Regions from separate parts of the Gossypium hirsutum genome. Here region 2 is linked to region 1. Evidence: chromatin contacts called from public Hi-C data. All regions are on one chromosome and are shown on one strand. Each heading gives the region's core, a stretch centred on a gene start, on an enhancer-like site or on the middle of the called end of the contact. The rest is flanking DNA. Distances are from core to core; before and after follow the strand shown. Region 1 holds the start of LOC107893735 (nuclear envelope-associated protein 2). Region 2 overlaps LOC121212717 (a long non-coding RNA gene).

Region 1 (6,801 bases), core at 2,967-5,466:
TTATACATAACGGAACACAGACTAATAGGCCGAAAATGACTAAAGTCCTCCGGGTAATCCTTCTTCGGAATAAGCGTGATAAGGGTATTGTTGAGGCCATCTTCAATTCTATTCTCAGCCAAAATACCTTGGACCCATTCACAAACTGCACCTCCCATTAAATCCCATTGACTCTGGAAAAAAAATGAATGGTAACCATCATATCCTGGGGCCTTCAGAGGAGCCATGTCAAATAGGGTTTTCTTAATTTCGTCATTCAAAACTAGCTTATTGAGATAATCAATTTCGCTCTCCTTAAGACGAGGGAAAATATCACTAGGAAAGTTAGGCATGGGAGAAGGAATTTCACCATACAACCTTTCAAAAAATATGGCAGACTCATTACTAAGAACCGACTGATCCGCACTCTACTCCCCATTGCTGATACGTAAGGCCATAATGCTATTCGCCTTCCTCCTTTGCAACGTGTGATTATAAAAAAAACTAGTGTTGCGATCCCCAAACTGGAGCCAATCACACCTCGCCTTCTGTCTCCATAACAATTCCTCATGATTGAGCACATTCTCCAACTCATCTCTGACCTCTATCTCTAACTTAACCAATCTCCTAGAAGTCGACTGATCCATAGCCTTTTGAATATTCCCAAGTGACTTCATTAGCTGTATTTTCCTCGTTCCTATAAAGCCATAAATGGACCTGTTCTAATCTTTAACGTGTGAAGTAATATCAGATAAAAAATCAGCCATATTATCTGAAAATCTCCACTTTTAGAAATCAAATCCTTAAAATTTGCATGCTTTATCCATCCTGCAAGGAAGCGAAATGGTCTCCCTTTTGCTGTATTAAGCATAGGATTAGTCTTTAGGAGAATGCACCTATGATCCGATTTGATACGAGTAAAATGGTAAACAAGTGTCTGCGAAAAAGCCGAAATCCATGCATCATTAGCAAGGGCATGGTCCAATCGCTCATGCGTATTACCTCTTTGCCAAGTAAATGACGGTCCAACAAAACCTAGGTCTTGCAAATTACACGAGTCAACAAAATTGCCAAAGAAATTACATCTCTTACCAATAGACTGATCACTCTTTTTGTCTTTATTAGAGAGGATGGCATTAAAATCTCCCAAAATCAACCATGGCAAATGTTCCTGAGGTAAAACATTCAATAAGTCAGTCCACAAAGATCTCCTCTTACTTTTATTAGGATTACCATACACAACAAAAGGGAAAAAAGAACTATAAAAATTATTCCCCTAGATGCATAAAAGCATAAATTGGGGATGATTGTGAATAATTTTAATAGAGATAATCTTTCCATCCGACCTATATGCCACCTGAAAAACCAACAGATTCAATGCGATGAGAAAAATCAAACCCAATTTACCAATAATAGAATTAGCTTTTGGGCCACTAACTCTAGGTTCTAATAAGCACACAATGTTCGGATTGTGCTCTAAATTATACTCACAAAAAGCACGGATAAACTTACTACTTGCACACCCTTAGCAATTCTGAGAAAAGATTGAAATATTAGAGTCCATAGAAAAATTAAACTAGAAAATAAACAAATGAACAAGGATCTCAAAACAATCACTAGACAACAATTAACAAAACATAATTAATTTGTTTTACCATCCCCCGTACCAGGGTCCACTCCCTGCACGTTCGTAATAGCCTAAGCTAGCTTGGTCATAGAGTCTCTCAAAGGGATTTTGGAGGGATTTTTAATTTTAAAAAAATTCCCTTTCCCATACGAGACTTTATTGATTTTCCTTGTGGCTCGAAACCCCCCATCTTTACCTCCCGTTAATTTCTGTGTAGTCCGAATTTTGCTAACCTCAAAATTCTGCAAGGAGACCTTCCCCGTATTACTATTATCAGCTAATTTCTTCTCTTTAATCGAGACCGCAGTATGCTTGGTGCTATTCAAGCCTTCGGTAGCATTAACAATCTGTACTTCAGTAAATTCTGGCACCGAGACAACAGTTTTAAAAGCTGTATTAACATCCTCAATATTATTTTCCCCCTGGTCAACAAACATAGGGTTAATGCACGAGAAATTCACAGGCATATTATTAAAATTGGAATTTTGCAAATTATTAAAGTCCACTCTATCCGAATAATTAAATTCTGAAATAAAAAGTTGCTTAGAAGAACTCCCAGGATCACTGTGCGTAAAGCCCAAATCCTGACAACTTGACTTGACTGGATTACTGGTCTGGATCACACTAGGCAATTTTGGGTCATCAGCCCGTTTATCAATATTTGAATCAGCAGCTCGCTGGGTCGAACCCACCACTGGCCTATTGATATCTGGGTCTGCTATAATGGCATTAGACAGCCCATTATCTAGAATAATTCCCCCCATCCGACTGCTCCTATTATTTTTTCCATTATCTCGAAAGTTGAGCTTCTGTTTCTTCCCAAAATCAATAGCCTTTAATTTCACCTGAAAATCAGCCCCAATTCCTTTATCACCCTTATCCTTCTCCTTTCCCAAATCAGACTCACCTTCCATAACAGCCAAAGCGCCAAATCGGGAACCGGATTTGCCTTCCTCCTTGTTCTCTGTTCTAATAGAACCATTATTCCGAGAATTTCGTCTGCTTTTACGTTCGACCACCATCCATGGTCCGTAAGTTGCAGTATCATCTCTTTTCTCCACCGCCACCGGATCAACCCTCGCCGTCTACTTCTCCGTTCTAGATTCCGATTGCGTCACAATACAGAGATCCTTGGTATGTCCATACTTCCCGCAGGAGAAGCATATGGTCGGCAACGCTTCATACTCAACTTTCTAAATTCTGCCATTCACGAGAACTTGAGCAACCAAGGGTCTATCCAGATTAATGTATGCTGCTATCCTGGCGAACCTGCCTCTAGTCCTGCTATCAGTATTAAAGTCCAAGTGAACCACTTTCCCAATGGTATTCCCAATTACCTTGATAATTTTCTTCTTGTATAAATAACCTGGAAGACCAGGTAGTCTAATCCATGCCAACACTAAACTTGGATAGGGTTGTGAAGGGCAAAACTCTTTTGTCCAGGGTTGAACTGTTAAATATTGTCCATACACCATCCACGGACCCTGCGCCAGAACTTTAGTGTAATCGTCGAAAGATTGGAACTTAGCCAAAAAGTATCCATTTTCAATATCCATGAGATGGAATGGCTTGGCAGTGTTCCAAAGACTGCTAATACGATTGTTAAGAGCCTCATAGCCAATGTTTCTTCCTAGTAATTTCAATATTACCGTGAGTTCCATCTCTTTGACTAAAATATTTTGAATCCGTTCAGAGAAGTCAATGGAAGGAATACCATTAACAACAGATCTGTGAATGTCTCCTTCTAAAAACTCAAGATCTTCATCAACATCTAGACTAGAAGACCCATCTTACCAACGTCTATTCCTCCAGAATTGGTTCCTAAAAGTTTATCCTTCCAGGATATCTTTAGGCTCGATCCAGAGTCTTCACCATCTCAGTGTCTTCTTCTCCGATTCCACCTTTGAACCGTACTTTCTTAGTCGTACGATCAGAATCCGATCGAGATCCATCGCCACCGCTTACTGCCTAAGGGGGGGAAACGTTATCGGGGATCAGAGAGAGTTTTTCCATTTTTATATTGTAAAAAAATATTTTTTGATGTATTTATTTTTTTAAAATAGATAAAATTAATCAAAATCAAAATTTTAATATTTATAACATAAAAAATATGTGAAACTCTCTAAATTACCATATCTTTCAAGAAATGTAAAAATTTACTAACAACTTACCATATATTCCAAGAAAAAATGAAAAAGGAATGAAGAAGTGAAATGGAACAGCCTAAATAATTATTTAAGCAGAAAAGGGCTCGGAGCCCGAGCCCGAGCCCAAGCCCAAGCAGGTGACAGTGTGACTAGTAGGTAGGTAACAAAAACAGATCGAACGGATGATAGAGAAAGAAGTCCACGCGGCAAGATTCCCCTTAGGCTTAGCAAGCAGCTAACCAAAAATTTGGATTTGCCGCGCTACTCTCGTTTCACGGCTGGAGTCAGTGGGAAACCGAAAAAAAAAAAAAAAAGATTGTGAAATGTCAAATCTGCCAAACAGAACCCACCACATTACAAAACACAGCTTAGGATTTTGGCATTATCACATTACCCCAGGTTCGGAATCAGGACCAAACATAATTAAATATTAATTACCTAAATAACTCAAGACCATGAATTAATTAAAAAACAAATAATAATTGGAAAGAACTAATCAATCAATTAGTATCCCTTCTAATCTAATCCTTCCTCTGTTTCCATTACAAAATTAAAACATCCTCGGATCCGATCTCATCTTAGGGGGAAAATTTCACAGAGCAGAGCACAAGCTTATTCGCAAATCCCATGTTAAAAATTTCATTTCTGCTTTGCTTTGAGACAGATACAGTGAAGAGAAGAGAAGAGAAGTGAAGCTCCTACCATAGGTTGGTGACTCTTTTCCTCGCTCAATCCGCCCATCATGATTCTCACTCTCTTTTATTTTGTTTGTTTTTCTGTTAAAGCCAAAAATATTTTCTGGGTTTTTTTTCTTTGCCTTTTCTCTCCTTCCGAGTACAGCGTTGTTTCTGTTTCATCTTTCTTTCCGCTTTCCCAAGAAATTTTTTTCTTTTTTTCCATTTTCAAACTATTTCAAATTTGAATTTTATTTTATTTTATTTTTTCCGCATATTTCAAATTCAAAAAGCTGTTCTCTCTCTATCTCTCTCTGCAAGTCTCTTTCTTTTTCTCTCTCTATGTCTTGATAAATAATTACAAGACTTTATTATTCAGATGGTTATGGTTGTGGTTTATAAACACCTCTATCGCTCTCCTTCCATTAAGCATCTATTTAGCATTCTCTTTTTTTTTTTTCTCTTCGCTTGGACCAGATTTATTCCATCCATTTCATTGCTTCCAAATATTTATTCTTCTTTTAAATCTTGTGAGTATTATCATTGCATTATATCTTTATATTTTTCAAACTTGTTGCTTGCTGTCCCACTTGAATTAAATGCACAACCACCATGTTCACATGCAGATATGGCAGCACAGATTGCTACAACCAAAGACTAGGACTCTTCCCCTAAGTCATCTGTTCTTTTTTTTTTGCCCCCTTCAAGGGTCTGTGCATGCATTCACGATCAGATCTTCAACTCACCGTTGGATCAAGAGCGTGCTATCCCTGATGTCAGTGTCTAATCAATCATCCCTTCCGTCTTCATCATCTTCTATGGATTTTGATCCTTTATTGAAGGATTTGAATGAGAAGAAGCAGAGTTTCCGGCGTAACGTGGTGTCGCTGGCGGCGGAGTTGAAGGAGGTTAGAAGCCGTTTGGCGTCGCAGGAGCAGTCATTTGCTCAAGAAACCCTAACAAGACAGGCATGTGATTGCTGATGGTGCCTCCTTTTCCGTGTCTTTTTGTGTTAAACTTTCAGTTCCCATTTGAATATTTCTCTTTTTGGGTCTTTCTTTGTGGGGTCAAGAACTTGTTTACTGGTAAACCTGATTCGCTTCTTATTATTATTATTATTATTTTTTTAAATCAGGAAGCGGAGACAAAGGCAAGGCACATGGAAGAGGAAATATTTAAATTGCAGACGAGGTTAGAGGAGAGAAATGGGCAGCTTCAAGCTTCAGCCTCTGCTGCTGAGAAGGTCACCTACATAAATTCTGGTTCTTGAAACTTTTTTCATTTCTTTTGCTGATTAATTAGCCTAATAATGCCGTGGTCATATTTCATTTTTGCGTGTTGATTCATGATTTGGAAAAACCCATCATGTCCTAATGATTGTATTATCTGCTATGGTGGTTGATCTGTCCTTAAATGGATCTTTTATTTTATCTTGATCTTTTGAAGTTGTTGATGATGATCCACGCATCTTTTATCAAGCCTTTTTGGCTTTTCCTCTTTAGTTATGTGTTGAGGGAGCCCATCAAAGGAAAGGTGACCAAGTGTTTTTAATCTTATTTTAATATTTCCTCTTTATTGAAATTTGTATAATTCGGGAAATTGTTGTCTTTACACATAAGATTAGTGGTGGTCACTAAATTAGACTTTATGCAGCCATGCAACACCCTCCATATTTTGCCAAGTTATAAATTTACTTCTAATTTCTTCTCTGTCTAAGTAATTTGAAGCCACATGGAAACAGCTTTCACCTTTTTAAGTGTACTAGGAGGAATGTTTATGATTTAATCATGAAGCATTAGGTTATGGTAATGTTCTTACATAATTGTTAAATTTTATATATTTCAATAAATATGTTAAATCTTTAAAACTCATGTTTTAAGTCTTACTAAATATTGCACCAATTTCGACCTTTGCTGATATTCCCTGTACTAATTGCTGACATGTTTATTGTTACTTTATAGAAGGCACCGGTTAGATAGGAAATAAGGCTTCAAAATTTCCAACTTTGGATATCAGTTGCTGTTAGATCATAATTGTTTTTTTACTTAATCATTCTTAAAGAAGCTCAAATATGTCTTTCCGCATTGAAAAGTATATGATCTTATGTGAAATGCAATAGTGTGGATGGTTATGAGGCTACCTTAGGCCTCTATTTATAATCTTGCTTCCAGTTCATCATCTATTTTACCTTTCGTGTAAAGTATGTCCTTTGGTGTTGCTGCTTCAATGATTTTCCTTTTTCGTTAGCCAAATCCACTTGCATGATTCTGATGTGACTTTGTAATTTGCCTCTCAGTATCTAAGGGAATTGGATGATCTTAGATCACAGCTTTCTGTGACACAAGCAACTGCTGATGCTAGTGCAGCATCAGCT
Region 2 (6,801 bases), core at 1,688-4,187, 490 kb before region 1:
CAGAATCTGATAGTTTCATTTAGTTTCCTTTTCCAACCCCCATTTTGCATATATCCAAAAAAAACACAAGAAAAGAGTTCTCATCCTTTCTTTCCTTTCACCAGGGCTGGAAAACTTGCTTCCAATCCTCATCAGTCCGTCTCTCACACCTATTCAGCTTCCATCGTCCTCATCGTATAACTCGGGACAACATCTTCCAGGGAAAAGCCTTCACCAGATATCAAACTCTCCTTTGCTAAAAGATAGGCTAACTGATTTCCAAAATGACTTGCATGTTTAAGCTAAATAAAAGTAAAACTGTTCATCTTCTGTTAGATGTTTCGAATATAGGCCCTTATTTCAGATCTATCGTGTATATTCTTGTTGCATTTTTTGATGATTGTAATTGAATCTCCTTCTATAACTACTTTGGTTAACCTCATTTCTAAGCCCATTTGTATTGCCCATGAACACGCGAGGGCCTCGGCTACAAAAATCGTTCCAACCGCAACATGCAGAATCGAATGAGATACCAAAACTGTACCCAAAGCATTCCTAACAACGATTCCCGGTCCCAATCTAGAATGCACTTCATCAAAGGCCGCATCAAAGTTTTTTTGATTCTCGCCCCTACAGGAGGTTCCCATTTTCTTTCCTCACATCATTTGGTTACTTCCCTTACCTCCTCAATTTCCAATTCTTTTATGTAACAAGATATAGAAGTGGCAATCGCCCTACCTATTTTATTGATTTTTTCGTGCACCTTCTTGTTTCTATCTGGCTACAGGCTCCATAGTGTAACACAAAATACTCGCTTTTGGGTAACAAAACATTCTCTAAAGACCCAGGTAAGCCATTTGAAAAATCCTTGGTCAAAATTTGACATAATTCCATGAAACCCTAATAACATCCAAACTTAAATTGTAACAGGGCAACCACGAAAGACATGGTCCAAATTTTCAACAACATTACCACATCTCGGGCATATCAGACTTAACATAAGTCTCTTAAAATACAAATTTGTTAAAGTAGGAATATAATTCTTTGAAATTCACCAAATTGTAATTTTAATTTTAGTCGAAAGCTTTAGGCCCCATAGCTTCCTATAGAAATCCCTAGCATTGGTCTGTATCTCATTAAAAGTAGGGGTAGAAATACCAGTTTGTAGGCGCTTCACACAGAAAAGTCCCTTGAAGGCTCGCCTCTCCACACCATCACATCCTCATGATGAATACTAGCCGAAGGAATGCTCAGATTCTATCTACATCAATACTCAAAAAGGTATCCAAAATAGGCTCCCTCATCCTTTCTTTATTTTCACTATCAATTAAATCAACAACAAGCATATAATTATCATTTCTAACCCCATTCCTTAATTTATAATCATCTAAACCAGGAATCCATGCATGATTATCAATTGAAATCCTATCTCTCGTACCCACTCTCCATCTGATCCCATCACATAGCAACTTTTTCGCTGACCAGATACTTCTCCAAGTATACTAACGCCCTATGTCTTAAGCTAGCAGTGAAAAAATCAGATCGAGGGTAATATTTGACTTTCAAAACCCAAGCAATTAAAGAATTGGGATAATTAATAAGTCTCCATCCTTGTTTGGCTACGAGAACCACATTAAATTTCTCAAAACTTCAAAAACTCAAACCCTCTTCCTCTTTCAAATTGCATATTCTTCCCCATTCACACCAGTGAATACCCCGACGCCCATGATCCTTCTGCCATAAAAATCTTGCCACAATACTTTCCATTTCCCCACACAAAGATTTCGGCAATAAGAAACAGGCCATAGAAACGTCGGTATGGCTTGAAGTACTAACTTTATAAATACCTCCTTACCCCATTATGAGAGAAATCTTGTATTCCACCCATCAATTTTCCTTTTCATCAGATCCTTCAAAACCTGATACAAAGCTTTTTTATTTCTACCAACTACATTAGGAAAGCCTAGGTATCTCTCTGGGTTATTTGAGCAGCGAACTCTCAATTCCGTTGATAGTTGCACCCTAACCATATTAGAAGTATTTGCACTATAAAAAATCGTAGATTTTCCAAAATTCATACATTGTCCGGAACATACTTCATACTCTTCCAAAATCCATTTAATGACATGTACACCCCTCTCTGAAGCCTCCCAAAAAGAACGCAATCATTTGCAAAGAGTAGATGTGAAATTTGAGGCCCATTCCTACTTGCCTTTACTCCTTTTGTCAGGCCCTCTTTAACCGCAAGTCTTATTAGAGAAGACAGTCGCTCACTGCAAATTAGAAATAGAAATGGACTTAAAAGGTCCCCTTGTTGTAGTCCTCTAAAAGGCCAAAAGAACTCTCCCATGATCCCATTAATACTAACAAAATAAAAGATTGTCGAGGCACACTTCATCATAATATCTACCAAGACTTATGGAAAACCCCTTTGTTCCATCATTGCCCTTAGAAACACCACTCAACTCGATCATACGCCTTGCCCATGTCCAATTTTAAAGCCATAAAACCCTTTCGTCCAACTCGTTTTTTCCTGAAATTATGCAAAATCTCATATGCAAGTAATACATTACCCGAAATCAGACGTCCTGGCATAAATACACTTTGAGGACCATCAATGCAAACATCAAAAGTCTTTTGAAATCGATTGGCCACCATTTTTGCAATTATCTTATATAAAACATTACATAAGCTGATGAGTCTAAAATTCGTTATATTAGTGGGGTGAGGGATTTTTTGGTATGAGAACAATGTTTGTAACATTCACAGGGTCAAGTTCCTTACCATAATTTAAAATGCCCAAAAAATAGAGACTTAAATCATGTCCCACAATATGCCAATATCTTTGATAGAATAATGTCGAAAAGCCATCCAAATCTGGTGCCTTAGTTGGACCCATATCCCTTAAGGCCGTATAGACTTCCTCCTCTGTGTATGTCCCTGTTAACATCATATTCAAGTCATCAGTAATACATCTCCCTACCTTGGACAAAATATAAGTTAACTCACCCATCCCCTTTGCCGCAAATAAATCTTCAAAAAAAACCCTTGCGATTTCTGCCATCTCCGTACCTTCCCTAGTTCCCCTTCCATCTCCATACTCCAAACATTTAACCATATTATTTTTCATGCGCTGTGAAGCATAATTATAGAAATAAGTCGTGTTTCTATCCCCTACTTTAACCAATTGACTCTCGCTTTTTGTTTTCAGAAAGCTTCATCCTTATCAATCTCCCAATTCAAATGAACTCTTATATTAATAAGTTCTGCCAAATTACCATCATCCCGATCTGAGACCAATAATTGCTCCAATTTCTTAGTCAAAGACTTTTTCAAACTGTGTCATTTCTCCTTTATCTGTCTTTCCCAACTCCTTAGTTCTAATCAAAGACTCTCTAGCTTAGCAAATATATCCCCCTACTCAATTCCCAAATTTGTTTTATTTCTCCTTCAAAAGACTTTTCCATTGTGCACTAAACTTCGAAACAGAATTTTTTATTACCCTCACATTTCCTTGAATATCCGTATGAACTAAAAGTGGGCAATGATCAGAGAAAGAATGGGGTATGTGATAAACACTAGCATTTAGAAATCTACCCAACCAACCATCATTTTCCACACCTCCATCCAATTGTTCCTGATTTTTTTTTTTGTGAATTCCCTCTCTCCCAAGTAACCATGTCCCAGAATAGCCCACATCCAATAAACGATACTTCTCCAAACTTTCCGAAACGTCTCTATTCTCCGTTTGTCCCTTGTAATACCCTCACTTTCTCAAAAAAATATATAATTTCATTAAAATCCCCGTACACAAGCCGTGGAAGATCTTGATAATCCCCAAATTCCTAAGAACATTTCACAAATCGCTCTTATTCCTAATAAACGAGGTTTCATAAAAACTTGTAAATTTCCAATCCCCCATCTTTCTCTTTCCCTTTTACCTCCACATCCATATGGTTCATAGAGAAACTATGTAAAGTGATAATTAGGTCCTCTTTCCATGCTAAACAGAGGCTTCCATGAGAACCATCAGCTCCCACCTCAATCCTATTAACAAAACCACATCGTCTCCTCACTGCTTCCATTCTTTTACCATTTAGTTTTATCTCCATAAAGAAGACCAGTTGGGGATTAGACGTCTTCAGCGTATGCCAAAGTCTTCTAACAGCCTGTGGGTTCCCCAACCCACAGACATTCCAACTTTGGAGTTTCATTGCGACCGGTCGGCTTGCCCTTTGGCAGCCACCGATAAATAATGAGGTTTAACTACCATCATTCTTTCTCTTCTTTTCCTAGAGTCATCTATTCTCGATCCATTTTGAGAATCTTCTTCTCATCGTAGCCGTTTCTTCCCTTCACCCCCTCAAAAGGACACTCCCTAGAATCATGTTCCATTTCTATTTGACCCGACCCACCATTTGATTCTCCTTCCAAATTCACCCCCAACACAAGATTAACCATATCTGACATTGCTCCTCCACACCCTTTTCCTCCTTCTCTTTTTATCCATATATTGTTCATTGCCAGAGCCCTCCTTGATTGAGCACGGATTGTTAAATCTCATCTCATTTCCATAACATCAGTCTCAGTCTCCATCCTTATTTTGCAGAAAGAATCACTGTGACCCAGACATCCAAAATAAAAGTAAAATAGGGTTAACCATTCATACTTGAAATTGACTATGAACAAATACCCAAGGAGAATATGAGCCTCTTCTTTCTTTTTAGCGGTCATTGAACATCAACCAATACAGAATTCGTATATAATTGTTGAAACCCTTTTCAAAATTTTTGTATCATACTCCATAAACCCCCTACAAAATCTCTCAATTATCTTGCTACTCGTTCAGAAAAGAATAATGGGGGCATATCATGGACATGCACCCAGAAGCAAACAGATAATAATGGGACTTTTAGTGGATCCTCCTCATCTACCATAAAATACAACACCAAAAGATGACTATTGAAAGTCCATGGCGATCCACTTTGCACTCTTTCCAAATCCATTTTATGAAAAAATTGGAACAAAAATTATTTTTCTCCCAAATATGATATTTGTACTCCCTTCACGGAATGCCATAAAATTTCCATTGTACTTCTCATTACCGGGAAATGAATTACACTTGCCGTGAAAAAACACCCAACCAAACACAAATCATAAACCTCCTTTGTCTTATCTACATCGCTACCAACTGCTGAGATCTCATCCTCATCATCTTCCAACGTAAGATTAGCCAAGTTATTCTCCATGCTTCTACCGCCACTTTCTATACTACAGTCCAAAACAAGCGCACTAGAAACCCTAGAAACCAAAACTTGCTAGAAAAGCAGACAAATACGTGCTAGTACAACAGACTTTTAAATTCTAAAAAATATTAATTTACAAAGTGAATACTCATTATTCTTAGTTGTACCTACAATTTATTAAGTTTTTTTTTTAATGTGCGAATACATCCAATTATTTAGACCTTTTAGGCTACACATGTAAGAAAATAATTGATACACCTTTTAGTCTACACATATAATAAGATAATTGATACACATTTTTTAATTGGACATATTTATACATTTAAAAAATAAATTTACATGCACAATTAATAAAATTAAAATTATTTATATTATTTATTTTCTAAAATATATATTTAATTTTTTCCTAGAAGGTACCAATAGAATTAAAACATTGATTCATATCAAGTTTTTAAAGAAAACTATTTTTAAATGTTTTTTTAAATTTTATGTAATTTAGAAAAATAATTTTGATTGAATGTTGACAAATGATTGTCCTGATTCAATGTGAATATAATAAGATAATTGATACACATTTTTTAATTGGACATATTTATACATTTAAAAAATAAATTTACACGCACAATTAATAAAATTAAAATTATTTATATTATTTATTTTCTAAAATATATATTTAATTTTTTCCTAGAAGGTACCAATAGAATTAAAACATTGATTCATATCAAGTTTTTAAAGAAAACTATTTTTAAATGTTTTTTAAAATTTTATGTAATTTAGAAAAATAATTTTGAATGAATATTGACAAATGGTTGTCCTGATTCAATGTGAATTTGGACTTAACTTTTAAATGATATTTATTAATTATTATTATTTTTGAATTTTTTGAATCTTTTTAAATTTATTTAATATTATTATATATTTTAATAATGTTTTACAAAGTTATAATTTTTTTAAAAAAATTTAAAAATATATTTTTTTTAATTTTTAAAAAAAATTAAGCTTTGAAACGAATAAAACTAAACAATCAATCATATATCCAAGTTCATTCTAGTAAAAAAAATAAATGTTTGTTTTTAAAAAAATAATTTTATTTTATTTTTCTGACGAGGTATCTGATGTGACAGTGCCACATCAGTAATTGTCATTGACATGGAGCACCACATCATTGTTGCTAAGAGAAATTATTCCATGGACCATTCTCACCACATCATATATGGTCCCATCCAATTATTTTATGCCACATCAACCACTTTTTCCAACTCATTAAAAAATTTCCAAGTTAGATTCAATTTCTTCAAAGGCTTTTTTTTAAGGTCAGTTTTAATTTCCCCTAATTTTTTTTCCGTCAAATTCAATTTCTTGAAGTTTTTTTTCCAGATTTTTTCTTTTCTTTTCTCTCACTGCAACTTCACTATTAGAAGAAAAGGACTTAGGGTTTTGGTGATTTTTCCAATTTTTTCTATCTTCATCGTCTCCTCACTATTAGGAAAAAAGGATTTGCGGCTTCATTCTTTCTCAACATCAGCAATTAAAGGATTACAGGTTGAGCAAAAAAATGGAGAGATTACAAAATCTA

Evidence for each region. Hi-C and Micro-C count contacts between places; a contact is called where the count stands out from the background.
Region 2: a contact with region 1 is called in a Hi-C map of leaf, with 2.1 times the contacts expected there. The contact joins the enhancer-like site here to the promoter of LOC107893735 in region 1. A contact is called at or near these places in 2 of 34 Hi-C or Micro-C datasets (both in leaf).

The regions. Positions count from the first base shown.
Region 1 is chrA13:80,506,651-80,513,451 of Gossypium_hirsutum_v2.1, reverse strand. It overlaps LOC107893735 (nuclear envelope-associated protein 2), which reads left to right and starts at 4,216. Exons shown (of 6, transcript XM_016818801.2): 1 at 4,216-4,460; 2 at 5,054-5,395; 3 at 5,563-5,670; 4 at 6,724-6,801. The coding sequence starts at 5,201.
Region 2 is chrA13:81,000,012-81,006,812 of Gossypium_hirsutum_v2.1, reverse strand. It overlaps LOC121212717 (a long non-coding RNA gene), which reads left to right. Exons shown (of 3, transcript XR_005908042.1): 1 at 1-618; 2 at 767-827; 3 at 910-3,536. Among protein-coding and RNA genes, the nearest start is that of LOC121212717, 3.6 kb to the left of the region's middle. Within about 2 kb of position 2,937, at least 6 of the 9 cell types and tissues checked have an H3K27ac peak or open chromatin away from gene starts, as enhancers often do. A contact at or near this core is called in leaf, where this site is marked.